Regions from separate parts of the Mus musculus genome. Here regions 1, 2, 3, 4, 5 and 6 are each linked to region 7. A link is a contact called in public HiChIP or PLAC-seq and promoter capture Hi-C data. All regions are on one chromosome and are shown on one strand. Each heading gives the region's core, a stretch centred on a gene start, on an enhancer-like site or on the middle of the called end of the contact. The rest is flanking DNA. Distances are from core to core; before and after follow the strand shown.

Region 1 (4,381 bases), core at 845-3,344, 1.5 Mb after region 7:
CTTCTCCTTCAGCCCCACTCCTAGGTCAGGAGACCACACTGCTCTCATCGGACTCTCCACACAATGGTAAACTTGACCATTTGTTCCCACCTCATAGTAAGGCCTCTCTAGAGAAAATAACATTTGAGTAATGTTATACGAAGTAACTACATTACAAAGGCCCACTGGCTACAATAACATTAGCAAGTTAAAAAATAGAAACAACACATAAGAAAGAGACAGGAGAGAAAGGGTGAAGGATTAAATACAGACCAGATCATGTAATTCTTTGCACACCAAGAAAGAAGTATGGGTTTTAAGCTAAATGTATCCAACTCTAAAGTCCACTGCTTCTGTTCATTTGGAGTTTCTGGTCCAAAGTTTTTTTTTTTTTTTTTTTTTTTTTTTCGAGACAGGGTTTCTCTGTATAGCCCTGGCTGTCCTGGCACTCACTTTGTAGACCAGGCTGGCCTCGAACTCAGAAATCCGCCTGCCTCTGCCTCTCGAGTGCTGGGATTAAAGACATGCGCCACCATGTCCGGCTTTGGTCCAAAGTTTTAAAGGAGGATCCTAATGCTAAATGAATTATTTCGTGTTTTAAAAAATATTGTGCACGGGGAGGGGGGGGGCGCGCGGCTGGAGAGAGGTCTCAGCAAATAAGAACACTGACTGCACTTCCAGTGGTCCTGAGTTCAATTCCCAGCAACCACATGGTGGCTCACAACCATCTGTAATGGGATCCGATGCCTTCTTCTGGTGTGTCTGAAGATAGCTACAGCGTACTTCTTGTATACAATTTAGAAAAAATAAGTGTGCATGTATGTGCACATATGCATGGAGACCAAGAGAGGAAGTTAGATCCTCCAACAGCTGGAGTCCCAAGTAGTTGTGAGCTGCCCAACTTGAGTGCTAGGAGCCGAAGCAACATATCCTCTGTAAGAGCGCATGCTCTGAACTGCTGAGCCACCTCTCCAGCTCTTTTTTTTTTTTTTTTTTTTGGTTTTTTTCGAGACAGGGTTTCTCTGTAATAGCCCTGGCTATCCTGGAACTCACTTTGAAGACCAGGCTGGCCTTGAACTCAGAAATCCGCCTGCCTCTGCCTCCTGAGTGCTGGGATTAAAGGTGTGTGCCACCACGCCTGGCCCTCCAGCTCTTGAAGAACTATTTGTACTGGTTAGGGGGGAAGCCAAGACAAAGAGGGCATGTCCAAGGTTATGCAACAGGCCAGAGACGGTGACCTAAATTACAGCCACATCAATAGAGACAGAGAGAAGTGATTTCATATGTATTCTGAAGGTGGGATGGCAGGGTTTGCTGCTGGGATACACTTGGGGATGAAACAAAGAGGTAATCACAGGTCATTCCAACATGTCTTAGTATGGAAAAAGATTAAAATCCCTACTAAGTAACTTGCTAAGAGCTGTTTGAGACAGGCCAATCAAATGATCTATTTTGAACGGCACCTTTCAGATGCTATTATCCTTTCTTAGAGGATAGGTCCTCTAGGATTGGACGACCCAATCTGCAGTCTCTCAGTCTCAAGTACCTGCTTAGTGTGGCCCACGGAGATCTCTGCGGCCACGGTTACATTTTCTTTATTAGATGTGATAGCACAGACCACTGAATGCCATTCTTTTACATGCTGCAAAAGCAAAAGGTGAGTCTGCTTACTCCCTTTTCGTGTTTTAGGATTGAAAATCTGAATATCTAAGATAGGGCATCCAAGGTCCCAGAGCAGACATTTGAGCAAGTCCCCTTCGCCCAAGCCAAGTGTCAGTTATCCTGGCAAACAGGACCAGAGAGGCTGAAAGTCTCAGAAAGAACACTGCAGAAGCAGTCACCCTCTCAAGAGGCTCTCCACATCCCTCTCTCGGGCTCTTGAGACGACTTCGCTCACCTGCACAGGATCGCTTCCACACGCAGGCTCTTGACTCTGGGTGCACTCAGTGTGGTCCTGAAAAGAGAGCCTTTGCTGAGCCACCCTGAGCTCCAAGTCCCGCTAGGCATCTGCCCCCTGCCGGCTTCCGGGAGGTCAGGCAGGCTGCGCAGCCGAGGGCCGGCGCTAGGACCCAGCGGGCCGACGGGCGCTCGCGCGCTCGCCGCAGTCTCGCGGTGTTTCTGTTTGAAACGCCGGGCGGGCGCTCGCTATGGCACAGGCTCACCCGCGGTCGGGTACCCGGCTCTTTCGAACGTACGCGGCGAGGGGCGTCCGGGGGTCGCAGCGGCAGCCTGGCGGGCTGGCTGAGCAATGGTTCCAGCCGCCGAACCTGAAGCGCGCCTTCAGCAGCAGCCTCAGCGACAGTAACGAGTCGCCGGCTGTCGCTTCCGACGACCCGGACGACCCCGACTTCCCCGGCAGCCTCGTGGGCCAGCGGCGGAGGCGTCCTCGGGGCAGCGGCTCCCGGAACCAGCGGACCCTGACAAACACTCCAAGAGTCCAAAGGCTGCGACCTCGGCTCCCGCAGAAGTGCAGCACCCCGTGCAGCCGGCTGCGACCGCCACCTTTCCCCAACTGCAGCCCGGGCTGCCTCGGGTCGGACCACAGTGTGTGCATCCAGTCCAGGGACAGCAACGAGCTGGGCACCAGTGCCTCCCTCTTCAGCTCTCCGGCCTCGCCCGGAGCCCCCGACCCTTTGTATGCTGACTCTGCAGTCCCCGGGAGCTTCCACTTGCCGGCAGCCTCCCTAAGTGAACCGTCTGTGCCCTGCCCCCAGGTGGCAGCAACCGGTGACAGGTACACCGGGAGGGCCCTCCGAGCCGAAGCCAGCTTCAGGTCATCTCTCTTTAGCCTTGTGAACTCAGGGGCCACAGAAGAGAACAAGTTTGGGACAGATGGGGAGAATGTGAAGGAATCGTGTTGTGAAAGAAGACAGCAGATGGGAAACAGACTAACGGACCCTGATCTGACAAGCCCGGGAAAGAGAAAGGCCGCGTGTAAAAAGGTTGTGTCCCAAGGAGTCGACCAGAGAGACTATGAGGAGTCCAGTGCTTGCAAAGACCTTCGTGTACCAGGGGAAATCAGCAGGCCTAAGAGAACTGGGCCACTCCGGAAGAGGAAACAGCAAGAAGCAACGGGAACCCCTCCCCGCCACTACCACCAATCTAAGAAGAAAAGGAAAGCGTCAGTCTCCTTATGGAACTTGAATACTAGCCAGAGGGATTCTTGGACCAAAACCAGAGCCTCCTTCGGTTTCCACAAGAAGAAAATTATAACCAGTGTGATAGAGGTATGCAGTTCTGTTGCCAGTTCTTCCTCCAGGTCCCTCCTGTCTGAATGTTCGACCCCTCCTATCAAGAACAGAGCACACCTTACTGTTTCTTCTCGATGCTCTTCTGTGTATTTGCTAAGTCCCTTAAAGACCCTGCATGTCACAGACCAAAGGCCATCTTATGCTGAAAAGGTTTATGGGGAGTGTAATCAGGAAGGGCCCATCCCCTTTAGTGATTGCCTTTCCACGGAAAAACTGGAACGGTGTGAGAAGATTGGGGAAGGAGTGTTTGGAGAAGTGTTTCAGATAATTAACGACCAAGCACCTGTAGCCCTAAAAATCATTGCTATTGAAGGGTTAGATTTAGTCAATGGGTCCCACCAGAAAACCTTTGAGGAAATCCTGCCGGAGATCATTATCTCCAAAGAGCTGAGTCTCTTGTCTAGTGAGGCCTACAACCGCACAGAAGGCTTTATTGGGCTGAACTCAGTACACTGTGTTCAAGGGCTTTACCCTCCCTTGCTGCTGAAAGCCTGGGATCACTATAACACAACCAAAAGATCTGCCAATGACCGGCCTGACTTTTTCCAGGAAGACCAGCTCTTTATTATCCTGGAATTTGAGTTTGGTGGGGTTGACTTGGAGCGAATGAAAACCAAGCTGTCCTCTGTGGCGACTGCAAAGAGCATTCTCCACCAGATCACTGCATCTCTGGCTGTGGCAGAAGCATCCCTGCACTTTGAGCACCGGGACTTACACTGGGGAAATGTGCTCTTAAAGAAAACCAACCTCAAAGAACTCCGCTACACCCTCAATGGGAAAACGAGCACCATTCCCACCCATGGGCTACAGGTCAACATCATTGACTACACCCTGTCCCGCTTGGAGCGGGATGGGATTGTGGTTTTCTGTGATATCTCCGCTGAAGAGGACCTATTTACAGGTGAGGGTGACTACCAGTTTGAGATCTACAGGCTCATGAGGAAGGAGAACAAAAACTGCTGGGGTGAGTATCACCCTTACAATAATGTGCTGTGGCTGCATTACCTCACAGACAAGATTCTGAATAAGATGAAATTTAAGACTAAATGCCAGAGCGCAGCCATGAAGCAAATAAGGAAAAACCTGCAACATTTCCACAGGACTGTACTGAGTTTCAGCTCTGCCACGGACCTGCTCTGCCAACACAGTCT
Region 2 (4,029 bases), core at 1,198-3,697, 1.5 Mb after region 7:
ACATCTGCAATGTGATCTGACGCCCTCTTCTGGTGTATTTGAAGACAACTACAGTGTACTCATATATATTAAAATAAATAAATCTTTTTAAAAGATAAACAAAAACAATAGCAAACAAGCAAAGCCAGCAAGCACTCCTAACCATCCAGACTTCACAACTTCACTCTGGCCCCTAAAAAGATAAGACTTTGAAAATGAGGTGATCTGTGTCACAGGGAGGCTAGCACAGAGCAAAAGCTCCATGCACACAAATTACTAACTCGTAGTTAGCTATCATCCAGCTTAACCATTCTTGGTGAAGCTGGGGAAAGCAGTCAAAGGGGTCAAAGGAGGAAGAAGCCAGTGCCCTGTCATGCCATGAATGATGGCATGCTGGCTCTCGCAGGGAGTCACGAAGGTGTCAACCATTTCCTCATTTCTGGGGCAGAGATGGAGAGCCTGGATCCTAAACTGTCCCATTTACAAGGAACTCTGAAAACGGTGTGGGTTTTTTGTTTTGTTTTGTCGTTGGTGGTGGTGGTGATGGTGGTTTTCAAGACAGTCTCTCTGTGTAAGAACCTTGTCTGTTCTGGAACTTGGCTTTGTAAATCATGCTGTTGCTGAACTGTCAGAGAGATCCGCCCACCTCTGCCTTTTTTTTTTTGTTTTTGTTTTTTGTTTTTTGTTTGTTTGTTTGTTGTTTGGTTTTTCGAGACAGGGTTTCTCTGTATAGCCCTGGCTGTCATGGAACTCACTCTGTAGACCAGGCTGGCCTCAAACTCAGAAATCTGCCTGCCTCTGCCTCCCAAGTGCTGGGATTAAAGGCGTGTGCCACCACTGCCCGGCTTTCACCTCTGCCTCTTGAGTGCTGGGATTAAAAGTGTTTGCCACCACTCGTGGCTCGAAAGTTGTGGTTCTTGAGCACACCTTCCATTTTAGCAGAGAAATGCTGCTCTAGTGCAAAACAAGAAGCAAACATTCAGCATTCGTCTACTCATTTCATACAGATTGCCAAGTGAAATGACATCACAGTGTGACATCACCTCATGGCATCCCCAGACTTCAGGGAGTCAGAAATAGACATTGAGCAAACAACCAATCAAAATGACTTATGGAAGTGCCAGGGAGGGAGAGAGAGGGAGAAATCAAATCTGGATAAGGAAGGATGTTGAAGGAAAACTGGGTGGCCAAGGAACAGCAGTCCAAAGGCCCTGAGGTAGGATACTGCCAAGTGCCTTGGAGCTAAAATTCAGGAAACACTAAGAACACAGCCATTACCCACACTCTGTGCCATTATCACAGCACTCCAGAGGTAAAGGAAGGAGGATATCTGAGTTTGAGGTCAGCCTGCTCTACTGACCAGTTCCAGGATAACCAGGGCTGCACAGAGAAACCCTGCCTGGGAGAGGGGCAGGAGAAGCCATTAGAAAGCAGCAAGGCTAGGCCAGGACTGCCCCCCACCCCCACCCAGGAGCATAATTGCACATCATTTAATGAGGAAAGGAAAGTGAATCGCAGCTGTCCACCGTGGCTGCCTTCCTCTTTTCACCTGTGCCCTCTTTTCTTCCTAGGAGCAAGGGAGACCTCTGACCAAGCTGTTAAATCCCCATCAAACTGCCCGTGGGCTGGTAGGCTTATAGCCTGCTAGATGAGATGGCAATAAGGGAAAACAGTAGAGCATCTGGACGCTGGAATGGCTGCCCCCCTGATTCCCGTGAGCTAACCCTGAGTTCCAGAACATGCCAATCCCATGAGTTGGCCCAACCAAGAGTAAGCCAGTAATGCTCAATGCTTATAAATAACCTGCTGGGTGCCTGGGCCAGCTGTCAAGCTGGACACAGGGAGGCCTCTGGGGGGCAGCTGAAGCCCAGTGTCCTGGCATCCCTGCCTCCTGGTCATGGCTGTAACACTGGAAGCTCCAGTACTGGGAGAAGGAGCTCCTACAGACAGCTTCCAACCAAGGTATCCAGTTGCCGCCGCCCACGTTTAACAAGTCAGTGTCCCCTTTTTACTTTCCCATCCTTACATCCACGGGCTTTAAGGCTGACTCCCCCAAGGCCCCTGTGTCTACACCTTCCCTGCCCCATGTACCCTTGTTTCAAAAAAGTGCCCAAGAACTCACATGAGTAAGTACAACAGGATGGTGAGCTGCAGCACCCGGTAGAGCAGCCCCACCTTCTTGCTCTTGGCGACCACGAACTTTGCTGTCTTGTAGTCGAACAGAGACAACACGAACCCCTTCCAGGCCGCCTGGCCCATGCCTCCAGCTCACTTTGGCCACCGCCGCCGCCTCCCGCTGCCCGGCAGCCAACCGAGCACTCTGTGTGCGCTGCCGCAGTCCCGGGGCGCGCGGCTCCAAAGGGCATGAGCTGGAGAGCAGACGCGCAGACCCGGGCGCGAGCACAGCGCGGCCAGGAGGATCCTGCTGCCGCGGAGAGCCTGACTGCGGCGAGCGCCCAGCCTGGGATGAGGCCGCCTCCGCTGACACGGTGACACCACCGGGCTGTGCCTCCAGCCACTGGCTGTGTGCGGAGGCGAGGAAGAAGGGGAAGGTGCTTTCCAAGGCGTCTCGCCCGCCCCTACCTCCTCCCACGGGACTCGCTCGAAAGGAACCCCGTGGGGAAATAGAGGCAGAATCCGGAAGGGACCCACAGTGCAGGAAGTAAAGGAGGAGGGATAGACAGTAATGACTGTTTTCCCTGTTGTCCTGGCCTCGCTACTCATGCTGTCAGGCAGATGTATAGGTAGGTCCCTGGCTGCCTGTGTGTGCTGTAATCAAGGGGCTTTTCCACCGCTTCTATGGCTGCGGATTTAAACCCTACAAATTTCTAGGGTCAGGGATCAGAGGTCCTAGTCAGGTACTGCGGGGTAGGGAGAGCTAGGCTAGGGCACCAAGGCGTGGGATCCTAACATATGTCTAGAGTATGAATAGTTCCCAAAGAAAAGGAGCCCAATGCCATCGTCTGGGTCTGATCCAACATAGGAGGGAGAAGAGATACCTGGAGCTGCGCTTTGGAACTTGTTATGGGCTGCCGTAGGTTGTCTGTGGTGAGGAACTGTAGGATGAGAGAGGATGTAGGATCCCATTCCTGTGGTATGGGTCGGGTCGTCTATACGCAGTGAGAGGCTGTGTGGTGAGCAGTTACAGGGCTCTATATATGTATACTGATGGGCTATATGTGGTGAGGGGCTGTGTGGTGATCGGCTGTGTTTGTACTGAGGGGTTGGGTGTGGTGAGAGTCCATGTGCCAGGGACTGCGGGGTGAGGAGCCATGCACACTAACTTTCTGCATCACACCACCTCTGCTCCCGACCCTGGCCCTCTTGCCCAATAGGAAGTTCACTCTCTGAAACGACAGACTCCAGAAGTTGGAAGAAACGCTTAAGTCCTCCAGGTATAATCTTCTACAAAAAAATAGAAGTTTCAGGAAACAGGTCCCCAGTTTTGCAACACGAAGGAATGACTGTTTTGGTTTGTTTGGCTGTTTGTTTGGTTTGGTTTGTTTATTTTAAATAAAGGCAAATTCCTGGGCTTTGCCCTTGGATTTCCCATTCATTCTAGGAAAGGGCATAGAGTTCTGCATTCTGTTCCTAAAGTGTCATTTGGAAACAATGTGTTGTTATAACTTTTCAAACTCAACCTAACCAGTTCCTCAAAAAGGCTTATTTTCATACATCCTACCCCCACTCCAATCACCTCTGCCCAGCACTTTTTTTTTTTTAATATGGGGTTTCTCTGTGTAACCTTGGCTGTCCTGGAACTCGCTCTATAGAGCAGGCTGTCCTAGAACTCAGAAATCCGCCTGCTTTTACCTCCCAAGTGCTGGGATCAAAGGCGTGCTTCACTCTGCCAGGCTATCTGCAGAGCACTTTAAGTACCTGAGATGACTTCATTTAACTTGCATACTGTACCCCCAGACAAGACCAGAAGACCAAGAGGTTGGAAGCCTTGCTTTGGATAATCCTATGTCCTGGGCCCAGCAACATGCTTGCTACTTGCTAGTTCTGTGTATTTACCATTTAACTAAACAGGCTTGCTTTCTTTTAAGC
Region 3 (4,358 bases), core at 1,014-3,513, 1.4 Mb after region 7:
CTATAATCCTTGGCCCAGCTCCTCACTTCCCCAGGATCAGAGCCAACTTCTCCATGTCGTAATTCATGAAGTCAAATAGTCATTCTAAGATGCCCTGAGGCCCCAACCAAATTAAATGTGAAGGCCTCTGGGAAAATTAGAAGTGATCCCACAAATTGGACTCTGAACCCCCAAAGAACCGAATACAGACCCTTGGCAAGAGCATTTGAGACATGAAGCTCAAATGTGAGGTACTGCACTCAGTCCAAGTTTCTGGCTGGAGGAAGCCTTAGTGGCCACCTAGTTCAGATCAGAGAACAAGTTGAGGCCAAGAAAAAAGTGAGAGGTTACACTCTCACCTTGACATTCATATCTGTGAATTCACTGACTATAAACTGACCCTTTCAGGAAACAAATAGGAATGGAATCTGAGGCCATTCTGATCCTACTTACATCATCTTCCAACAGAGTCCACTGTCTTTAATTCATTGCATTTGTTTTAAAGGTATGTTTGTGTGTGTGTGTGTGTGTGTGTGTGTGTGTGTGTAGTGTGTGTGTGTGTGTGTATATATATATATATATATATATGTGTGTGTGTGTGTGTGTGTAGTGTGTGTGTGTGTGTATATATATATATGTGTGTGTGTGTGTGTGTGTATGTATATGTATATATATGAATGTATGTGTGTGTGTATATATACTGTATGTGTGTGAACATACATAGTATATATGTGTGTGTATATATGTGTGAATATGTATGTGTATATATTTATATAGTGTGTGTATATATGTGTATACATGTATGTGTGTGTGCACACAAACATGTGTGCCCGTCATGGGGCACATGTGGCAGTCAGGGGGCAGCTTTTCAAAAGTCAGTTCTTTCCTTCCATGGTAGGTTCTGAAGGTAGAATTCAGGTGACCAGGCTCACTCAGCAATTGCTATTACTGCTGAGCCATCCTGTGGACCCCTGGAGATGTACTTTTCTATCTTCTAGTTTTCAAAAGCCAGTGGTTGCAGCGTATAATCATCAGTCTGATTCTTTTCTAAAATGTTCATCAGCTTATCTCAGTGTCTCCCCACCTGCTCTGACAACTTTCCTCCAGAGATGCTCAGCAGGGGCTGGAATTCTTTGAGTAACCAAGTGAAATTATCAGTTTACTTGAACTTCAAAGGCATGAGGTAAGCCTAACGCTACGTCTCATTTCCAGAGCACAACCTGCCTAGGGGGTGGGGTCGGAAATGATGCCTGAACTAGAGGGCACAGGGTCATGAGTGGCGAGCGTGATAGTCAGGCCTGTGGTTATCACTTTGAAAGCAAGTCCTCTCGGCGCAAAGTACAAAAAGTGATGGGCGGATAGTAGAGGGATCCAGCGCCATGGTCAGGGGCCCCAGAAAAGCCGGAGAGCGGGAAGATCGGTGCCAGCAGGTGGGAAAGCTCCCTGGGCAAAATCTAACGGCTTAGCTTGAGCTGCAGCAGGCTTTGAAGCCCTAGAGGAAAGGGCAGCAGGCCTTGGAGGTCCGACAGACTGGGCAATCACGGGTACTTCTTCGCGGGAAGGTGTTGCCCGAGATGCCCCCAGGGTCGTCCCGGGGCGGCAGCTCCAGGGCTCTGCCTCACCTGGGGCCCGGCCACCGCGCTCTCAGTCTCTGCCCTCGCAGCCCGGGCGCAGCTCGCCAGCACCACGAACCCGGATGGGAGGCTGGGTGCAGCCTCCAATAGGGCGGCCTTCACGGACGTGGTGCCCAAGTCGATACCGAGAGTGACAGGTCGCGAAGCCATGGCAGTGGTGACAGCACAGCTCGGTGGCTTGAACCGCACGCCGGGGAACACTTCACTCTGGAGGGCAGTAAGGGGGCGGAGCTTCCTTGTCAATCTTTTAACCACTTCTATTGGTCGAGGAAAGCAAACACCACGCGCTCCCCACAGCGGCCTCCGGTGATAGGTGGAGAGACGACAGAAGGCGGGATCTATTGGTCAGAGGTTCCGGGACAGTGCCTGGGGTCCCAGGGTCTTCACCAGGGAGCACAGGGCTTCAAGGAGACAACAGAGACTTCGAGAACCCTGCTTCCCCTACAAGAGACTAGATCGCCCCTCACATCCGAGCCCCTGTCCCTGCCAAGGTGCCTATGCTCTTCCGCCCTTCCACCCTTCCCTCACCCCTACCAAGCGTTATCCTCCTGTATTCGTGAAAACTACAACTTCCAGAGCTCCTTGCACAGGGCTCGCGGCTTCAAGTCAGGTGGTTCAGGTCAGGTGACAGCTGGCCCCTCTTTCACACAAAGTCGGCGGAGCTCAGAGAGTCCTTACACTCCTAAGCGGTTTCTGGTGCGAGATTGTTGCTTTTGGTGAGGTCTGTCCACCAAGCCTGGGAAGCTGTCAGGTGAGAACCATCGCGACCGGGACAGCTACCCCCTTTTCTGGTATGACACCACCCACCCCAACAGACATTAGCCCCGCACCTCAGAGGGGCAACCTACGCTACCAGAGGGGCAGCGCCTGGGTTTCTAGCTTCTGGCCCCAACCCAGGCCCGCACATCTCTAGGTTTTAGGGCCAGGGTGTTGGTGAGCAAAAGCACGGACACCGACTGACAGCTGGTGTTGGTGGCACTATTCAGTATGTGGCGCCGCCTGAATCTGGCTTAGGAATGTGCAGGTAGGTAACTTGGGGTTGGGGGTAAATTCTGCTAGGACCATTCCAGGAGCTCGTGTTGATTCTCCCAGAGAATGAGAGGGTACCTGGATCTTGCCTTTTTCAATAATATTGAGGAAAATAACAATCTATGCTCTGTGAGAGCTTGCTGGGAGCCCTGGGTGGTAATAGTAATAACATTACCTCATTGTTTCTCAACTTTTTGTTATCTTACCAATCCACCTCAAACTTTTAATACAGCTGGTAAGCTCTATTTTTTTTTATTATGACGTTTGGGAGAGAGATAAGCAATTATTACAGCTATTTTTTCAGACCTCCAGAGCCTATTTTAGCCCCTTTGAGAATGTATGCCTTGTATTTCATCTCACTATAATCCTGTGGTGTAACTACCACTGTCCCTGTTTCCCCATTAAGAAACATAGGTTAATAAGTATTCCAGAATCATACAAGTAAATGGGAAACCTGGGACCTAGATAGTTCATCTCCAGGGAACATATTCCTTGTCCAATCTGTACTATCCCTTGAGGAATGTGGGTCTCCCCACTCTCATGGATTATGGCCAATTAGGTCCACGGGGGACAGGGGGCAGTGGGAGCAGAGACAAAGAGTGGTGGGCATGGTTTTGGAAGCCCTGTGAGTGGGTATGGTGAATGACCACTCCAAGACGAGCTTATAAAGTTTGGGGGACTGAAGGTAGGAACATCCAGGATAGTCAAAGGTCATTGGCTGAGGGCTTGAGGTACTGAAATGCCCCATTAGCATGGGGAAGCATTTCGGGAATCTCAGGTGCTCACCGAACAGGTTCTTATGAAAAGGAAGGGAATTGATCCTTAGGAAGGAATCTTGCTAAGGCTATGTGACAGTCATCAGGTAGAGGCCTGTGTTGGGGCTTCGAATTCCCCAGACAAGGTCAGAGGATGAGAAGTTCCACTTATGCCGAACCCATGGGCTATGCAGTCATGGTGGACCTCCACCTTAATTAACAGTTTTCCCACAGAGGAAGCTCCAGGTTATGGACCAAGAGCAGGACTACCTCAGACACCTGACTAAGGGAAGCTGCCACAGGAGATCTCTTGTGGGGGATAGTAGAGGCTCTTAAAAGTGTGCCATCTGATTGAGGTGTAGAAGATGGTAAACACACACACACACACACACACCAGAAGATGGGCATGGCAAGTCTTGTAACTTTGTCTTGTAACTTTTTACAAGCCTAGTTGTGTGTTTGACCAACTGATCTTTTTAGCATAGTAGGCGCCATCGGTTCTAGGTTTCTCCTTCAGAGATGCCTTAGCCTTTAGCACTGGGGAACATTTTGCTGACAGAGTGTTTGAGTTTCACTTGGAAGCAGTCCATATCTTCCAAGAAGTGATATTCATTTGTTTGTTTATTATATAGCATTCTGCCTACATGTATGCCTGCAGGCCAAAAGAGGACATCAGATCTCATTACAGATGGTTGTGAGCCATCATGTAGGTGCTGGAAATTGAACTCAGGACCTCTGGAAGAACAGCCAGTGCTCTGAACCTCTGAGACATCTCTCTAGCCTAAGGTGTTTTTTGTTTTTGTTTTTGTTTTTGTTTTAAGAGAACACTGCCAGTGTTGGTTGGTTGGTTGGTTGGTTGGTTGGTTTTCCTGTTAACTGGCTACAGAAAGCAGCTGAGGGAAAAGTGCAGGCTGTGTTCACATCCTCGGAGTAGGACTTTACACAACCCACGCAGCTGCTC
Region 4 (3,838 bases), core at 932-3,431, 1.3 Mb after region 7:
TACCATAGTAAGTTCAAGTCCAGCCAGAGCTACACAATGATGCTCTGTCTCAAAGTTAAGTAAAATAAACCTAGAGACCTGGCTCAAATTCTCATAGAACTAAGCAGAAGCTGTGGGAGAAATCACACAATATATGTAGAGATATAGACCATAGGTAACAGAATTTAAGAATTAAGACCAATATTCCAAACGTCCAGCGACAGGCCCAAAGTGGGATCCAGCTCAAGGGGAGGTCCCAAGGCCTCACACTATTACTGAGGCTATGGAGCCCTCACAAAAAGTAACCTGTTATGACTGCCCTCTGAAAGACCCAACAACAAGCTGCTGAAAGAGTCATATGCAAATATTTGTACCCAACCAATTGACAAAAGCAGCTGACCCCTGTTGTTGAATTAGGGAAGACTGAAAGAAGCTGAGGATGATCCTGTAGGAGGACCAGCAATTAATCTGGAGACCCCCCCCCAAGATCTCTCAAACACTGGACCATCAAATAGACAGCATATACCAGCTGATATGAGGCCCCCAACACACATACAGTAGAGGACTGTCTGTGTTCATTCAGAGATGATGCACCTAACCCTCAAGAGACTGAAGGCCCCAGGGAGTGTAGAGGTCAGGAGGGGGGAGGGAGTTGAGGGCATCCACGTGGAGACAGGGGGTTGGGGATGAGGTGTGGGATATGGAGCAGTGGGAGGGTGGATGGAGGGAGTAGGGAATGGAATATGGAGTGTAAAAAATAAATTAATTTAATAAAAATAAGACCAATATTCTGATAAACAGTTAAGTGTAAACAAAGATGAAAGCAAAAGTAGCCAAATATGTTCAGAAGAAATATTTGTTTCCTATTTTTGGTTTTCATCCTGGAGTACTGTTTTGTGGACAGTTTGCCCAGAAGCTAATATAATTTGATTTTATATGTAATTCGTTTGTATGGTTTCAAAAGTATAACATCGGGCTTTAGAGAACGTTTCATAAGACTGTCTAGCCAATTCTGATTATGAAGTAGAGCATATTGAAGGGACTATTATGGACTCTGTAGCAGCCAAAAGAACAAAACATTCTTTGCACACTAAGAAAGATGTTTTCAATTTTCTTCAGACTTGCATGGCTCCATTACCCTGCTCTGTTTATCTCATTGAGCATCCTTCACTCAAATATGCAACCACTCGTTCCATTGCCAAGTATCCTGTTGGTAAGTCACACTTCCTGCTGGCACAGGTAAAGAAATAGAGCCTAACTGACACATAAAGAACATACCTCACATGTCATTCATCTTAGAACTATCTGATAAGCAGATTCGCTGTAGGCAAGCCCTAGCTGTACTTAATTTCCTGAGTTTCTCTGAGCAGATCTCTGTATTTACTCTTGCTTCCTTTGCAGTAACACTCAAGCTTTGAAATGAGTCTGGTGTTCTCATTCCCAAAACTCACATGGAGTAAAACCTTCTATGAATGCCTGTCAGACTCATCCCCATTTTTATTGCAAGAATTTGTATATTCCACAGGTATTTGTATGTCTGTTACAAAACAATACTGTGCTAGGTCCTGACACACAATCTCCAAGAGCTCAGTGTCTAATGAAAAGATGGAACTTTAACCAGATAATTACTCCATAGTGGCAAACTGCTAAAGAAGGGGTAACGCCATTCTGTTTCCTGGGAGATCTATTAGTATAACTAGTTATCTACAAAGTATGCTGTAAATAACACTGCTACTACAACTTGAATCTATTTTGTTAGACCTCAGATGTTTTAACAAAGTAATTTGAAAGATAGGTGACAAATAATATAAGCAAATTGCTGCGGACTGGACTCAGTCGGCCCCTCAATCCGAGGGAGAATCAAGATCCCTGTACAGGTGGGCAGGGAGTTGGCAAAAAGTGACAAACAAGACTCAAACACAAGGGAGTGTTGATCTGAATGTAATTTCTCAAAGCGAGCATCAGACTTATATTACAGAAGGCAACAAGGAAGTTAAGTGATACATTAAGGTCTCCCAAGGTACATTGAAGTTATCTGTTGCAAAATGACTTTTACGACAAAACAGAGGAATGCATACATAAAAACTAACAGCTCCCAACTGGAATAAAAATCAATGTTAACTACTGGAATCAAAAGCAGCCCCACCTAAGGTCAGCTAATAGACGCCAGGGGCAATGGCTTCATGCCCTTGCCATAGTTCCAGTTCTAGTCTTTTGTATAGTCCACCTTCCCCCTAGGCCACTGTAAATTCCTGTGTATGGGAGTGACTCAGATATCTATTGTTCTAAGTATTTACTCTAGTTCCTTCTTAGACCACAACCTTCCTTCTTCCTAGGTCATTGTAAATTCCTGTGTGTGTGGGAGTAACTCTGCTATTGTTCTAAGTATACTATGTAGACTAGCCCTGAGATTACTAGCTCTATTCTTGTAGAATGTAATGCCTGATTTCTAACACTGTCTATCAACACTGGAGGCATTTTCATCTGAATGAGTAACATTCTTACAAAGATCAAAGCCCAAGGTTGGCTCAACAATTTCCTAGGATATTGGAACACTGGTGAAGGCTAATCTAATTTAGTTATATGTCAAAATCAATCCTTAAAGACACTTAGAATAAAACAATATTGAAGGAAAGCACACAGATCCGTTCACCGACTAAAGCAAGGACAGATTTGGAGCATTTGTTTTACAGGATACCATGGTTCCAGGAGACTAAGTTTCCATGAACTTTTTTGCCTCAGGACTGCATCCAAGCTTTTGGGCCTGTCACGCAGTCACTACTGGAGTGGGTGTGGCAGCAAATGAAATTTTTTAAAAAAGAAAAGCTCTGACTATTCAAATAGTGATTTTGTTACATGGTTAAAGTAATTAATTTATTATTATAATTAGAGAACTATATCCAAAATGTACATAATATTGGCTAAATATCCAATATCCTAACATAGTTTAAATAAACCAAAGCTTTGACCTAAGGCTGTAGCTCAGTAATAGAGTTCTTGTCTAGTATTCTAATACTTCAAAATAGATAGACCAACTAACAGATAAACAGACAGACAGGCAGATAGACCAAATTAAAAGTTAACCAGAGCCTAAATGATAGAGTATAAGGCTGTGGGTGCAGCTCAGTAGAAAAACACCTGCATCACATGCATGAGGGCTGTCAGTCAGATGTCAGCACTGCATGAATAATTACATAGGAACAACAGACAGCAAGCTTTCCTCTGACACTGAATAAAAGCCTAAGGCTTCTGAAGTCTGATGGATCCATCTTAGTTTATGGTATTTATGGTCAGTGCTTTTTTTCTGAGTTAGAACAAGTATCTGCTAATACGTTGGTCCTTGAAAATAGAGCTAAATTTTAAAACATTTTAACCTGAGGAATTATAATTTAGAAATGCTAGTGTGTTCTTCTGATTTTGATTATTTATTTGGAGTATATTTATTACATAATGAATTTTTAAAAATTGAAGACCAGAAAAAGAGCTTTTGATAAAACATTTTACAGTCACAAAGGCTGCTGCCTCTTACAAATTTATTTTAACTGGTACTAACAGTATAGGGGCGATTCTAATGCCAAGCTACCTCAAGCCTAACAGAATCATTCCAGGTAAACTTAATCCCAAAGATTGGTTTGTAGTTTGCTGTAGCCAGCCTCATGATCAAATGCTAACATATTCATTCATACTCCACGCCCAACACTATGAGTAACTAGGCACAACCTTCTTAGACTCTAGGCATCATCTCATTTCAGATTCAGCACTTGTTTAATCATTGTGTCTTCCTTCCCATCCTGAGTGTGTCATGGTGTTATCCTATGGATTTGATTATTCAGCAGTGGTAAGCGATCTTATGTGAAAG
Region 5 (4,086 bases), core at 1,575-4,074, 1.4 Mb after region 7:
GTTATTGGTAGTTGTTGGCTGCCGAGAGGGAAAAAAGTCAATTTTCTTCACAAGTGTAGTCCCTGGCAGGTTGCCCATACTCCAATGGATAATCCTATACCCAAGAACACTAGGTCTACACTCGTTTCATTCATGAAGAAGAGGAGGAGGAAGACATGAAGTTCAGAGGGTGACATGGGGTAGCTTGGGGCTAAGAGGGTTAAGAGGGTGCATATGATCAAACATACTGTATCCATGTATAACATTCTCAAAGAAGAAATTTTAAAACATGTTTTTAGAAAAGGAAAGGTAGTGTTGGACTCTGTGAGAGAAATAAAAGCCATCAGTCCTATACTCTCTTCCTCCTCAGTTCACAGTCGGTTAGGGAAATGAACATTCCAGCTGTGTCTGCATTCTGGAAAGCAGCCACTGACAGAGGTGGGGGAGGTCTCTTGAGTCCTGTGTTTTCAAGGGAAAGTTCAGACTGCACAAATCCCGAGTATGGAGCCAGGCCAGGCCCATGAGTCTGCTGTGGACTAATGTTCACAGCCAAAAAAAAAAAAAAAAAAGACAAAGACAAAAGCCTGACCTGTCCCAGCCTGTGGCTGGCAAAGCATAGCTGCTTCCCCTGCTGGTCTGCTCTCAGGAGCACCTGAAGCTGTCTGATCCTGGGTGCTCCCAGACACCGATGCCCCCTTCTAACCTCTCCTCATTTGCTTGGCCTGTCACACAGCTCCATCCTCACTGTGCTATATACGCTGTGGGCCTTGAAGGCCAGGAAACAGAATGGGAACAGGATTAGGCAGACAACGGGAAGCTGTGAGAAGCTTTGGAAGCAAGGGGACTGGTGCTGGTGTCAGCTTTCAGAAGACAGCTTCCTGCCCAGGACTGTCCATAGTCTGTGGAGACTGTAGTTGGTTTAAAAGCTCAACAGGACTGGGGGTATGATTCAGTGGTAGGATACAGGAGTATGCATGAAGCCCTGGCTCCCATTCCAAGCACAATAAAAATCAATTAAAATAAGTAAACGGTAGGCACAGGAGGCAAATAAGAATAAGATTGGCCAGCATGTTTGGGCACATGCTGTGTATAACACAAACATTTGACAAAATTCACTTAATTCTCACATCTCTAAAAGGTAAATCTTTTGCTGATAGAGAAGCTGAAGCCCAGAGAGGTTGTGTCATTTCCCAGATGGCACACAGTGATCAGGAGGAAACCAGGATTTGATTGAAAGCATCTCTAGCACTCTGTCATCTCTCTGGAAGGCTCGGGGCTACTGTTCACATGTTAAACATGGTCCTAAACTCCACAGTAAGGCCTAGGGACTGATCAGACCAGGCCCTCCTACTCCTGGAAGCAGACATAGCTCCAAATCTAAAGAAGCCTCCTGATGAAGCTAGCAAGCATCCTTAGATGCCCCAAACCCCAAGCAAAGTGCAGGTAATGTACACATCCTATGCCTCACTCTCTCCGATGTCCATGGTTGCCCTGTGGATAAGCTGCCTGCAAATCCAAGAGTAAAGGAATCCTGATGGTTGGGTCTTTACCTCTTCCTTGGGCTGACCCTAATCAAACCAAACCAGGAAGCAGGAAGCAGGAAGCAGGAAGCAGCTCACATTCTACTTCCAGCCCCCCACTGAAAACCAAGCTTCTCCCAGTTTACTGGTGAGACGATTGCTGGGCAGCACACAGGAGTGGGGGGTGCACATTTAAGGGGAAAAGACAGGGGCAAGACAGTCTGTCATAGCTATGCCTGAAGTGTACCATGAATGAACCCCGTATGATATCCCTGTCACCGTGTTACAGGGATCGGGGAATTAGGCCCTGTTTTAGGCAAACACCTGTTGGTTTTCTGATGGAGGTGGAAGCTCTGGTTTATGCCAAGGCTGTGAACTCAGATGCATTGAAGAGCTGTCTTGAAAAACCTGCCTACAGAGACCCACATTAACCCCGGGTCTGCCTTTCTTTGTCAATGGGTGGTATTCAATCTGGCTTTGTAGGGGAAGGTATCCCTCCTTTCTCTCCAGGCCATAGCGATATACTGAGGGTGCTTCTCCCATCTGCCTCAGTACCCAGAACATCACTCCAATTAAGACCTTGAGAGCATCTCCCTCCGGCTGCCTATGATTTTTGAGAAACTGGGGGAACATAGTCACCCACATCACACCCATTTCTACCAGACCCAAGCATCAACTCAGGAAAGACAGAGAACTGAGTGGGTTTTCTACACTGGGAAATGAAGAACAGAAGGACACTGCTAAAAACACAGAGGAACCAGGACAAGAACCCAGGCTGCCCCGCCCAGCCCTGCACCTCTGCACAAAGAAGCCAGCCCACGGAAGGCCTCCAGATAGGCACAAACCTCTGGGCTCTACGGCATCTGCAGTCTCTCAATCCTCCTGCAGGAACCAACATAAACCAACTAACCACCACCTCTCTCAGGGACCCACTGCCTACAGTCAGCCAAGTTAAGTGTGCAGTACTGTTGCTTCAGCCTCCCAGAAGTCCAAGGCAGCCACTGTACTAACCCAGTTTTCAGATGGGATCACCGAGGCCCTCAGAGCCCCGCAGAACCACACACAGCTGGACAGTGGCGAGCCATCAGCCCATGAGAAGGACTTACCAGCTAGGTGCAGGCACACTCCAAATGGAGCAAGTGCCTTGGAGCTGTTCTTTGTGGGAGAGCCAGGCTGCTGTGTGGTAAGAGTGGCCTCCCTGCCTCTGTGAGGGTCCTCGCCCCTCCCCTGGTGTACGGCAGGGATGGGCTCTGGGCATACTCTGGCACTCAAGGAAACATTTGCAGCAATGGCAGCAGCTGCTGTTGCCACGGCTCCGATTCCCAGAGGATCCCAAAGCTTTTCCCATCATTTTTGCCCTTTTTCAGAAACCACAGCCAATGCCCCACCCCCAGTCATGCCAGGGCCGAGGTGCACTTAGCTGCCTGCAGCCCAGTCCAGCCTAAGCCATGCCTTAGCTCTTGGAGCCTTGATTTTCCAAACCATCTTTTCTATATGTCTGGGAAGTAGCTCCTTTAAAGGACTCTCACAGCCAGAGATGCAAAACCCAGTGTCCTGAAGCTGCCGTGTTTTCAAAGGGAAATGACTGGGACCTCTGAGCCACCTGTCTCGTCTGGAGGCCCTGCCTCCTTTGGGCCTCTGGGTTCCTGTGTACTCAAACCCAGGGTAGAGATTAAGCTTGGGGGTCTCTAGGTCTTCCAGGACCCAATCTTACTGGACTGGGGTTCCTTAGTGAACAACAGAACACACACACACACAAAATGATGTGTGCTAATTTCTCACCTCCTCCAATGCCGTCCTAACTACCAAGAAGCAGGTTCATACATCACACATCACACACAGTGTGTGATTAGAACAAGTCCACTCCTTCCCAGATCCTGCCTAGGAAAGTCCACCAGCTTTCAGGGAGTACGTGCAAGGCTGCACCCACAAACATTCTGCAAAATCCATCCACCCAAGCAACTGCCACTAGGAAGCCAGGGGGATCTGAATTGTATTACATTTCAAATTATATTACGTTTCAATTATATTACCCTGGACAAATGGCTGAGATGCCTATTTAACATGTCAAAGTGGACCTGACCTCTAGGTTCTCCCAGCACCCCTCAATCCCTACCTGTTTCAGGGTATGGCTGGCATACCCTACCCTCTATCCTGAACTCTCCAGCCCAGAGGCTGGGCTGCCCTTCTGCCAGAGGCTCTTCCCTATATAATCTATACATTGTGGTTCCCTACCCCTTTTGTACCTTTGGCCTCCTGGCTGCTGCATCTGGTTCCCCTCTCTCCTCTCTCCCTCCCTCTCTGCGAGCCCCCACCCCACCTCCCCACATGGCTCAGGGACACAACCACTCTGGACTCTCCCAGACATGTCTGCCTCTGGCTATGCTTGCCCTTTATCTACAATAAACGTTCTCCTCCACCATACCTAGGAGTGGCCATGTCCTTTTCTTTCCTTTTTATTTCTTTAACAAGTCATGGTTCAGACACAGCCTGGATGGAGCTCAGACCAGCCACTGCAGCTCCTCCTGGAGTAGTACAAAGCTGGGACCAGAGTGGAGTCATCAGAGCACAGTAACTCCCAGCCACC
Region 6 (3,997 bases), core at 505-3,004, 1.3 Mb after region 7:
AAGTGATGTCTGTCTGCTCATTCTCCATCAGCAGCTGCACAATCTCAGGCTGGTTAGTACACGCTGCCAAAGCCAGGGGTGTCTCGCCTGGGGGGAGGGGAGTGACTGAGCTCAGTCCTCTCATAGGCCAAAAGCAATATCCTCCAGGCCGCAGTCCCAGAGGCCCAGATGCTGGCCATCACAGCGGCACTGACCCCTGAGGCTCCCTGACCACCTCCCCTTTGCTCAGTGAAGACTGAAGTGGGTTTACACCATAGCCACCTGTGCTCCCTGCTCCCCACTGACTTTCCAACACTCTGCTCAGCAGAGGAGCAGAACATCTCCTCTAGGTCCCCCACTTACCCAGCACCCTGCACAAAGCCCTCTCTCTCATCCTCTCACCCATGCTCACACCTCTCCTGTCACAATGGCCTCCTTACTCCAACAAGAGACATTCTCTAAGCTCTGGGCCTTTGCATACACTGCTATGCTTCCTGCAGCTGCTCCGCGCTGACCATTCCCAGTCTTCGCTCAGATCCCACCTTCTTGGTGACTCACTCTCAATGCCCTATTTAGATTTATAAACCCTTCCACCCACCCAGACAAAACTCTGGGTTCTTCTCCCTCTTTTTACTCCCACCTGTGCCCTCTCTTTATTCCACCCAGCAAATGTTTCCCAACTCTGGCTTTAATTAGGTCCTAGGCTGGGCAATGAGGACACATGACTGACCGAGCAAGAAGCTGTCCTCAAAGATTCCCAGACTCATCTGGTCCTGCTGACTAAAAACCCAAAGGTGGGGAAGATGGCTCAGTGGGTAAGACTGCTTGCTGTGCAAGCATGAGGAGCTGGGTTCAAATCCCCAGCACCCATGTAGAGAGCTGGGCATGGTTGGCACAGGTGCAGAGACAAAGTCTCTGGGGCTTACTGGCCACCCACCTAGTTCCACCACATTTTGACTCAAGGGAAAAGGATGAAAAGTAATGCAGGGAACACCAGTGTCCCCTCTGTCCTCTGTGCCCACATTCACATACACCTCACGTATAAACCGTACATACACAAGAGAGACAGAGAGACACAGAGCAGTGACAGTCAGGCCCAGTGGGGCTTCCAACCACCCATCCTGACTGGGATGGTGGTGGCATAAAAGTAACAAAACTGTACACTAAAATGGGTGGATTTCACTATACCTAAAGTACACATTTTTTTTTAACCCAAAGAATTTGTAAAGGCAATGTAAACATTGTCAGAAGAGGGGGAAAGATGTTTGTGCCAATTCTAACCTCCCACCAAAACATACACACATACATGTACATGAACACATACACACATACATGCACACGCGCACACACACACACACACACACAGAGAGAGAGAGAGAGAGAGAGAGAGAGAGAGAGAGAAATGAAACAGTAAATAAACCAGGTTTGAAGGAAGGACATTACAGAGTCTGTCCTTTTGTTTGACCACAAAGTTCTGGAGGTTCTGGAACCTCAGGCTTACACAGAAGCTCCCCCTGTAAGGACATCTTTCTAACACACACAACAAAACTGGGTTTGGATTGCTGCGCTGTCAGGGATTCTCCCCCTTCACTCTGCCAGTCTGTCCAGATGTCACACACACACACACACACACACACACACACACACACACACACACACGTCTTTATTCTCTCTGCAGGTGTGAGCCCTACTGCTACCAGGTAGTACTGTCAGGCAGGCTCCTCCACCTGACTCAGCACCAACCCAGTCGTAATGCACATGCGCGCACGGAGGAGACTCTGTGTTGTAGCACCCCTGTGTGGTAGGGCTGGTCGCAGCAGAGCACAGGACAGAAAGCCCCTCCTCCTCCTCTCTCCCCCATCTTCCGCTCCTGCGGCATCACCTACCAAAATAGAAGCCTTCATGCTGGTATTTGGGGTTGAAGAAGACCCCCTTGGCGTGAGCATTGACGTCAGCACCCGCTGCTATAAGCACTGCTGTGATGTCTCCCTGGCGCCGCTCGATGGCGATGTTCAGCGCTGTCTGCCCTGTAAATAGCCGGCATGGGTGCTCAAGGACCTAGGACAACCTAAAGCTGATCTTGGAGTCCCCTTGACTCCAGGTGGCAGTAGCTGACTGAAAATACTAAGGGTGTAGATACCATGTATGGGGATACCCTGTTGATACCAGTTGAATTCTGGGAAAGCAGGAATGAGCTGCACCCCGCAACAGAGAAAACCAGAGCAGGGGTACCCATGACCTGCTGCAAAAGCAACAGCAAGGGCTTGGTAAAGAGGCTAGGGAAGGCTGAAAAGGAGGATGTGTGGCCAGGACAGAAAAGCCTTACTACAGGGACAAATAAGGTTAGTACATTAACTCTATCAAAAATGTGTTCAACCTCTCCATGGGGGAAATCGACCATGAGCAACAAACTCCAAACTTGCCCTCAAAAGGATTTCACTAGGCAGGTCTATTGGCCCAGTTATTCAGCAGACAGGGGCAGGAAGATCAAGACTATCTGGGCTGTGAAGTGAGTTCAAGGCCAACCTGAATAACTTAGTGAGACTGTAGCTCAAATGTTTTTAAGAAGAGGTGGGGATATAGCTCCATGGTCCAAGCACTTCCCAGGACCGCCACCCCAAAATTGAAGGGATCTTGTGCCATAGGATCCTGAACTATAAACAAAAAGAAAGAAAAGCACAGAAGGGGTGGGGGGAGGCAGGACAAGTAAGCCTCAGACACTTGTCTGAACCTCCGCAGGACTGGTGTCTGCTCTCAAGTGACAGACTGAGAACAGGATGTGGCTCACTTTCACTCTTTTCGTTCAGCCATCAATCACAGCAATTCCTCCCCGGGGTTCCCGCCCCTCCTCCATAGTGCCATGACTTTCCCTTGTGAAAGTATGTAGAGTTCAAATAATAAATCAAGATTGCTTTACCCATGAGGAGGGTTAAAGACCCCTATCTGAGCCCCTCCCCCACCCAGAAAAGTTGAGGTGTTTACACCTCCTGGCATGTCAGCAAGACAGCTGATCATGAGCTAATCACTCCTAGTAACTGTGACAAGCTGTGTACTGACTCCAGAGACTCAGGGCATAGCCCGTTAACAGTTCATAGTGTGTTTCCTGGTCAGGGAAACAAGGTATTAAATTATATTCCCTGGCTCCACAAAACCAGACTGAAATGGGACCGCTTCTATCATTCATGACTGCAGGGCTGACTGCTGGCTTTGCTGGCCCCCTACCCAGCTCTCCAGCCTCATCTCCAGGCTTCTGCTTCCTTCTTTGTTCGCTTCTTTGCTTTGTGGTTCTTGAGAATCTAACAGTGTCTTGCACATGCTAGGGAAGCTCTCCTCAATTGAATAACACCCCCAGGCCGTGCCATCTTCCTAGTGTCAAATCCAACAAGCCCTGGCCCATCTTGGGGCTCTGACCCTGACCCTGCTCTGAATCCTTCCCATCAGGTAAGCTTTGGTCAAGCCCACCACTGTACAGTTGCTCACCCCAGTCACTTTCTGTCACATTACATCATCTTTACTTCTGTTCCTGGCACATTCCATATAAAGTCGTCTTTTTACAAGCATCAAGGTTTCCTGACTTGTTCACCCACGCTCAGCATTATTTACAGGGAAAAGAAAGGCTAAGATGGGTGCCTGCTACATATTTGACTTCTCCATAGCCAAAGTGCCTCTGTGAGGCAAGATGGGCTGTATCTGTAGCCACACCCACCTTGGGAAATCCCAACCTCTTCCCCTTGCCCTTAGGTTGCCTCTGCCTTCAGGTACCTTCATAGGCCTCTTCCGTGTACTCAGCGTTGATGAACCTGTCCAGGATGTCGTTCTCCTCAGCGAAGGCAAGCAGAATCCGCACGATCTCTTTGGTGTTGGGATTGATGTTGAGCAAAGCCTTCATCAGGCAGGTCTTCCCGGTGTCTGAGGCTGTCAGCTTGTGCATGAGGAAGTCTACAGACAGTCAAGGATAAAGGCGGGGGAGGAAGGACAGACGGAAGTCTGCAGACAGTCAAGGATAAAGGCGGGGCAG
Region 7 (3,913 bases), core at 876-3,375:
ACTTACGTATAGCTGTTATTGTTGTTAAAATGGCCTCACTCTGTAGTCCACGATGGACAAGAACCTGCTATATAACCCAGGCTGGCCTCCAACTCATAGCAATCTTCCTGCCTCAGCATCCTTAACGCTGAGACTGCAGGCATATGCCAACCATACCCCAGTGAATTTTCAATTTCCCTGAGATGTTTACACTTCTCCTTAGCCCCTCCACCTTTCAGCTTGTTCCTTGCTCCCCAGTTCTTTTCTGCCCCATCCTTCCTTCAAGCCAGCGTAGCATGTGGGAGAGGATCAGCCTGGCCCCTGGGAGCCTCCTGCTCTCGTATCCCACGGAGTTTCCATGTGCCCCGTCTTATGCCTTGACTGATGTCTTGTCCCAGTTTCAATTTCACTCTGACTGCTTCTTTTCCTCTTTGGAGCCAAAAACATCTGTCCGGTCAACGAATATCTCTATACCATTCTTGATGTTCTTTAAGAATGCATATCTCCTTGGCTCCTTGTTTCTAGGTAAATGCTAATTTTTTTGTTGTTTCCTAAAGCCAAAGTAGATCTATGAGCTGGGAGAGGCTGAGTTATGGATGAGTGGATAAACGAATCTATATGTTCTTTATTTTTCTTAGTCATTATTCCTCTTCATCATCTGACTCAGAAGCCCATGGCAAGAGGAGCACAGATCTCAGAAGCCTTCCTAGGTCCAGGCCTGAAGACCCAGGCACAAATGCTAGCACACACTAACTCTCAGTACCGTCCTCAGCTCCATACACACTAACTCATCTGTACACTGATGGTCCTACTAGTACATCCACTCCAGAGATGAAGAAACAGGACCCCAGAGAGGTAAAGCCCTTTGCCGGACATGCACAACTGTGCTGACACCTAGGAGACACTTTGAGGCACTCACCCTGTAACACATAGCTCCTCAGAAGGCAGCCACACTTTACATCTGCTGGCTAAACCTCTTTTTTGTTGTTGTTTTTTGGATTCTACCTCTTGCTCTCCAGATAAACTCTCTCCCTGTACAGCCATGCCCTAGCTTCCTACACTCCACCCAGTTTCTGTCTCCTGAAATCTGACTTCTCCTTTGCATTTTAGAGCCTTCTTGCGGGCAGTTTGGACTCTGGGAATTCCTTGCAAGAAACAAACCACACAGCCAAGAGTGAAGCCGAGAGAATGAATTGAGTCTTACTGGGAATCACCAGGGCAAGTGAGTACACGTATTAAAAAATAATTACTCTGCCACCCCCTCTAAGTCCTTGGCTCTCCTGAGGACGAGTCTGGAACCAAGATCTGGCCTTTGACAAGTGTCTGGGACTCTGTCTGCAAGGTGGGGGCTGGTAGCAGAGACATTCTCTAAGGACCTGTGATCCTCCGCACTACAGAGTCCCTCCTCCCAGACACCCCTCAACTCTGGCTCCCCGCTCCACTGAAGATCCCACAACCCCAACCTCAGCATTGCTGAGGATTCAGGTACATGGGAGTGGGGTGTCGGGAAAAACTTGACCCACCTTTCAATCTTGATGCTCTGTAGTTTATGCCTCGAATTTGACACCCAGAACTAGGGGGTCTGCAGGGTGGGGGGCAGGGTTGAGGGTTATGGATACCACAGGGTATAGGGAAGAGAGGAACCAGCCAGGATACGAAGAGCAGGCAGAACGGTGCGAGTGGTGGTCTGGACTGCTTTGGACCCCCTGCCAATGCCGGGAAGGGCTCGGGTCTGGCGGCGGAGGACAACTTCTGCCAGCAGCCCGCGTCCTGCCCGCCTCTCGCGCGCTGCGGTGCCAGACCCCGCGCAGCCCTCCAGGCGGAGCCGGAGCTCAGGGGCTCTCTTCATCACCCTGATCACCCAGCCAGCGCCCACCCTCTACACCCACCGCCGGCCTGCTCACCTGCGGACCCGAGAGAGCCGCCGGGCCCGGCCCGGGCCTCGCTGGGTCTCTGGAAGAGCTCTTCTCCCGCGCTAGCTGCGCTCATGGATCCGCAGAGCGCGGCCCGGCTGCGGCGCCATCAACTGCTGCGAGGCTGTGGGGTGCGGACTCCAGGGCTCTGGGGGGCTCCGGGGCGCAGAGGTGGGGGGCCTAGGGCAGGCTTCGGGCGTAAACACCCAGCAACGTGACCGGAACTGGCGAACGAGCTGGAGGGGGCGGGGGGTGGGAGAGATAAGGGGGAAGGGAGGGACCTGGGGCGCTCGGGGAGGGGCCGTGGGCGGGGCGGGGGGAGGGGAGGCTGGGGCGGGGGAGGGGAACCCTGGGACCTCGGGGAGCCCCAGGATCCGGGCCTTCGCACCCCGCGAGCAGCAGAATCCTCGGATCCGGCCCTGGCTGGGAGCTGAGGAGGGAGCCCGAGACACCACAGACGACTAGGCGAGCAGGGACGCGGCGACCGATCAGCACCGCGGACAGCGCCCAGGCCCACAGGCCAGGATCCGCTCCGCCTCTCTAAGTGAGGCAGCGCCCGCTGCCTGCTGGGGTACCCACGAGCTGGGGTATTCGAGAGCTGCTGGATAGTCTGAAAATGTGTTCCTGGTAGAGGCAGCAGCAAAGCTGTGCCAGATGTCTCACTAGTTTTGTGACCTTGGGTGAATCACCTCACCTCTTATATGATGGTACCCAGAATCAAGAAAAGATCTTTTATAAATTCCAAAGTCCGTAAAAAGTATAAGGCGCATAAGGCACTATTGGTGTTGAGCCGGGTCTCTTCCTCCTCCTCCTCCTCCTCCTCCTCCTCCTCCTCCTCCTCCTCCTCCTCCTCCTCCTCCTCCTCCTTCTCCTCCTCCTCTTCCTTCTTCTCCTCCTCCTCCTTTTCCTTTCTTCTGTAAACAGATTTCTAGAGTTACTCTGCTCATCTTAGAGTTCTGGCACCATCAGCATCTTTCTCTTCTCTGGAGAGATGGTGGTGTATGGAGTGCACCATTGGGTTGTTGTGAGAATTAAATGAGTTAATACCTGTACAGTGCTCACTATAGTGTGGGGGCTCACTAGACACCTGTACACATGATGGTTGATGACAGGGGTTCAGGAGGCTCGGAGTTCCCAAAGGCAACACATTTCCAATCCTACCTTATCATGCTGAAGGGAGAGGTGGTCTTTAAGGACTCAGACCTAAAGTTTGGTCTGGAATACCTCACTCCATTACAAGCCAAATATTTACTTTCTTGTTGAGCCAAATTTCTACAAGGCCTTAATTTTGCTTTTAAACAAGGCGTTACTATGTGTGTAGCTAGCCGGGCGTGGTGGCGCACGCCTTTAATCCCAGCACTCGGGAGGCAGAGGCAGGCGGATTTCTGAGTTCAAGGCCAGCCTGGTCTACAGAGTGAGTTCCAGGACAGCCAGGGCTATACAGAGAAACCCTGTCTCGAAAAACCAAAAAAAACAAACAAACAAAAAAAAAACTATGTGTGTAGCTCTTGCTGGCCTGGAACTCTATTGCTTCATAGACCAGGCTGGCCTTGAATTCACAGAGATCCTCATGCCTGTTTCCTGAGTTCTGAGTATAAGGGTGTGCATTACCATCTCAAGATTATTTTCTCTTCTTCCTTCCTCTTCCTCTTCTTCTTTTAAATAAGGTGTCACTTAGTCCTAACTGGCCTTGAACTCATTTTGTAGCCTGGGCTGACCTTAAGCTCCAGATCCTCCTGTTTTAGCCTCCTGAGTGCTGGCATTACATGCATACACCACCACACTCAGCTCTCTTGTAAATCTCTTAGGCTTAAGTGGACTTGGGTGTCAATGAATAAAAACTTTAGCTTCTCATGGCAGAATTGAAAGTCTTAGCTGTTTTGACTGGCACTTTGTATTTAATAGGTGCTTGTGTTTTGTTCGAACCTCACATGATCTGTAGTTTGTAGCTCTGCTCTAGGCTGGTTTTCAGCATGCGTAAGTAATTTCTGGTTGGGAAGGCCAGTGGGTCCTGTTCTCAA

The links. Promoter capture Hi-C pulls out the DNA fragments that hold promoters and counts their contacts. HiChIP or PLAC-seq counts read pairs in DNA pulled down with a chosen protein or histone mark.
Region 1: a contact with region 7 is called in a promoter capture Hi-C map of embryonic stem cells, with 8 times the contacts expected there. The contact joins the promoter of Haspin here to the promoter of Ccdc92b in region 7. A contact is called at or near these places in 9 of 39 promoter capture datasets (the C10 cell line, cranial neural crest, embryonic stem cells and 4 more), 1 of 484 Hi-C or Micro-C datasets (embryonic stem cells), 2 of 115 datasets of contacts at active chromatin or transcription factors (both in embryonic stem cells) and 1 of 9 other capture datasets (embryonic stem cells).
Region 2: an H3K27ac HiChIP or PLAC-seq map of embryonic stem cells shows a contact between it and region 7, with 15 times the contacts expected there. The contact joins the promoter of P2rx5 here to the promoter of Ccdc92b in region 7. A contact is called at or near these places in 8 of 39 promoter capture datasets (cranial neural crest, embryonic stem cells, frontonasal cranial neural crest and 5 more), 3 of 115 datasets of contacts at active chromatin or transcription factors (embryonic stem cells and stem cell-derived neural progenitor cells) and 1 of 9 other capture datasets (embryonic stem cells).
Region 3: a contact with region 7 is called in an H3K4me3 HiChIP or PLAC-seq map of embryonic forebrain, with 13 times the contacts expected there. The contact joins the promoter of Ctns here to the promoter of Ccdc92b in region 7. A contact is called at or near these places in 14 of 39 promoter capture datasets (the 3T3-L1 cell line, the C10 cell line, the HPC-7 cell line and 10 more), 6 of 115 datasets of contacts at active chromatin or transcription factors (astrocytes, embryonic forebrain, embryonic stem cells and 2 more) and 1 of 9 other capture datasets (embryonic stem cells).
Region 4: a contact with region 7 is called in an H3K27ac HiChIP or PLAC-seq map of embryonic stem cells, with 4 times the contacts expected there. The contact joins the enhancer-like site here to the promoter of Ccdc92b in region 7. A contact is called at or near these places in 6 of 39 promoter capture datasets (the C10 cell line, cranial neural crest, frontonasal cranial neural crest and 2 more) and 4 of 115 datasets of contacts at active chromatin or transcription factors (all in embryonic stem cells).
Region 5: a promoter capture Hi-C map of liver shows a contact between it and region 7, with 5 times the contacts expected there. The contact joins the promoter of Trpv1 here to the promoter of Ccdc92b in region 7. A contact is called at or near these places in 9 of 39 promoter capture datasets (the 3T3-L1 cell line, cranial neural crest, embryonic stem cells and 5 more), 2 of 115 datasets of contacts at active chromatin or transcription factors (astrocytes and embryonic stem cells) and 1 of 9 other capture datasets (embryonic stem cells).
Region 6: a contact with region 7 is called in a promoter capture Hi-C map of hippocampal neurons, with 3 times the contacts expected there. The contact joins the enhancer-like site here to the promoter of Ccdc92b in region 7. A contact is called at or near these places in 8 of 39 promoter capture datasets (cranial neural crest, frontonasal cranial neural crest, hippocampal neurons and 4 more), 1 of 115 datasets of contacts at active chromatin or transcription factors (stem cell-derived neural progenitor cells) and 2 of 9 other capture datasets (embryonic stem cells and liver).

Annotation. Positions count from the first base shown.
Region 1 is chr11:73,136,007-73,140,387 of GRCm38.p6, reverse strand. It overlaps Haspin (histone H3 associated protein kinase), which reads left to right and starts at 2,094. Exons shown (of 1, transcript NM_010353.2): 1 at 2,094-4,381. The coding sequence starts at 2,127. Itgae (integrin alpha E, epithelial-associated) reads right to left here. Exons shown (of 31, transcript NM_008399.3): 27 at 1,877-1,933; 28 at 1,526-1,621.
Region 2 is chr11:73,158,806-73,162,834 of GRCm38.p6, reverse strand. It overlaps P2rx5 (purinergic receptor P2X, ligand-gated ion channel, 5), which reads right to left and starts at 2,447. Exons shown (of 13, transcript NM_033321.4): 1 at 2,102-2,447. The coding sequence starts at 2,238. Gm35001 (a long non-coding RNA gene) reads left to right here and starts at 2,625. Exons shown (of 3, transcript XR_388840.2): 1 at 2,625-2,723; 2 at 3,315-3,374; 3 at 4,029.
Region 3 is chr11:73,196,924-73,201,281 of GRCm38.p6, reverse strand. Ctns (cystinosis, nephropathic) reads left to right here and starts at 2,263. Exons shown (of 11, transcript NM_031251.4): 1 at 2,263-2,364. It overlaps Shpk (sedoheptulokinase), which reads right to left and starts at 1,800. Exons shown (of 7, transcript NM_029031.3): 1 at 1,602-1,800. The coding sequence starts at 1,763.
Region 4 is chr11:73,317,149-73,320,986 of GRCm38.p6, reverse strand. Aspa (aspartoacylase) reads left to right here. Exons shown (of 6, transcript NM_023113.5): 3 at 1,099-1,192. Among named protein-coding and RNA genes, the nearest start is that of Aspa, 5.6 kb to the left of the region's middle. Within about 2 kb of position 2,181, at least 25 of the 459 cell types and tissues checked have an H3K27ac peak or open chromatin away from gene starts, as enhancers often do. A contact at or near this core is called in embryonic stem cells, where this site is marked.
Region 5 is chr11:73,232,887-73,236,972 of GRCm38.p6, reverse strand. It overlaps Trpv1 (transient receptor potential cation channel, subfamily V, member 1), which reads right to left and starts at 2,824. Exons shown (of 16, transcript NM_001001445.2): 1 at 2,606-2,824.
Region 6 is chr11:73,279,683-73,283,679 of GRCm38.p6, reverse strand. It overlaps Trpv3 (transient receptor potential cation channel, subfamily V, member 3), which reads right to left. Exons shown (of 18, transcript NM_145099.3): 6 at 3,742-3,918; 7 at 1,866-2,006; 8 at 1-87. Among named protein-coding and RNA genes, the nearest start is that of Trpv3, 14 kb to the right of the region's middle. Within about 2 kb of position 1,754, at least 152 of the 459 cell types and tissues checked have an H3K27ac peak or open chromatin away from gene starts, as enhancers often do. A contact at or near this core is called in hippocampal neurons and trophoblast stem cells, where this site is marked.
Region 7 is chr11:74,617,817-74,621,729 of GRCm38.p6, reverse strand. Ccdc92b (coiled-coil domain containing 92B) reads right to left here and starts at 2,125. Exons shown (of 4, transcript NM_001013784.1): 1 at 1,884-2,125. The coding sequence starts at 1,968. It overlaps Gm50590 (a long non-coding RNA gene), which reads left to right and starts at 871. Exons shown (of 3, transcript XR_001780261.2): 1 at 871-1,201; 2 at 1,322-1,464.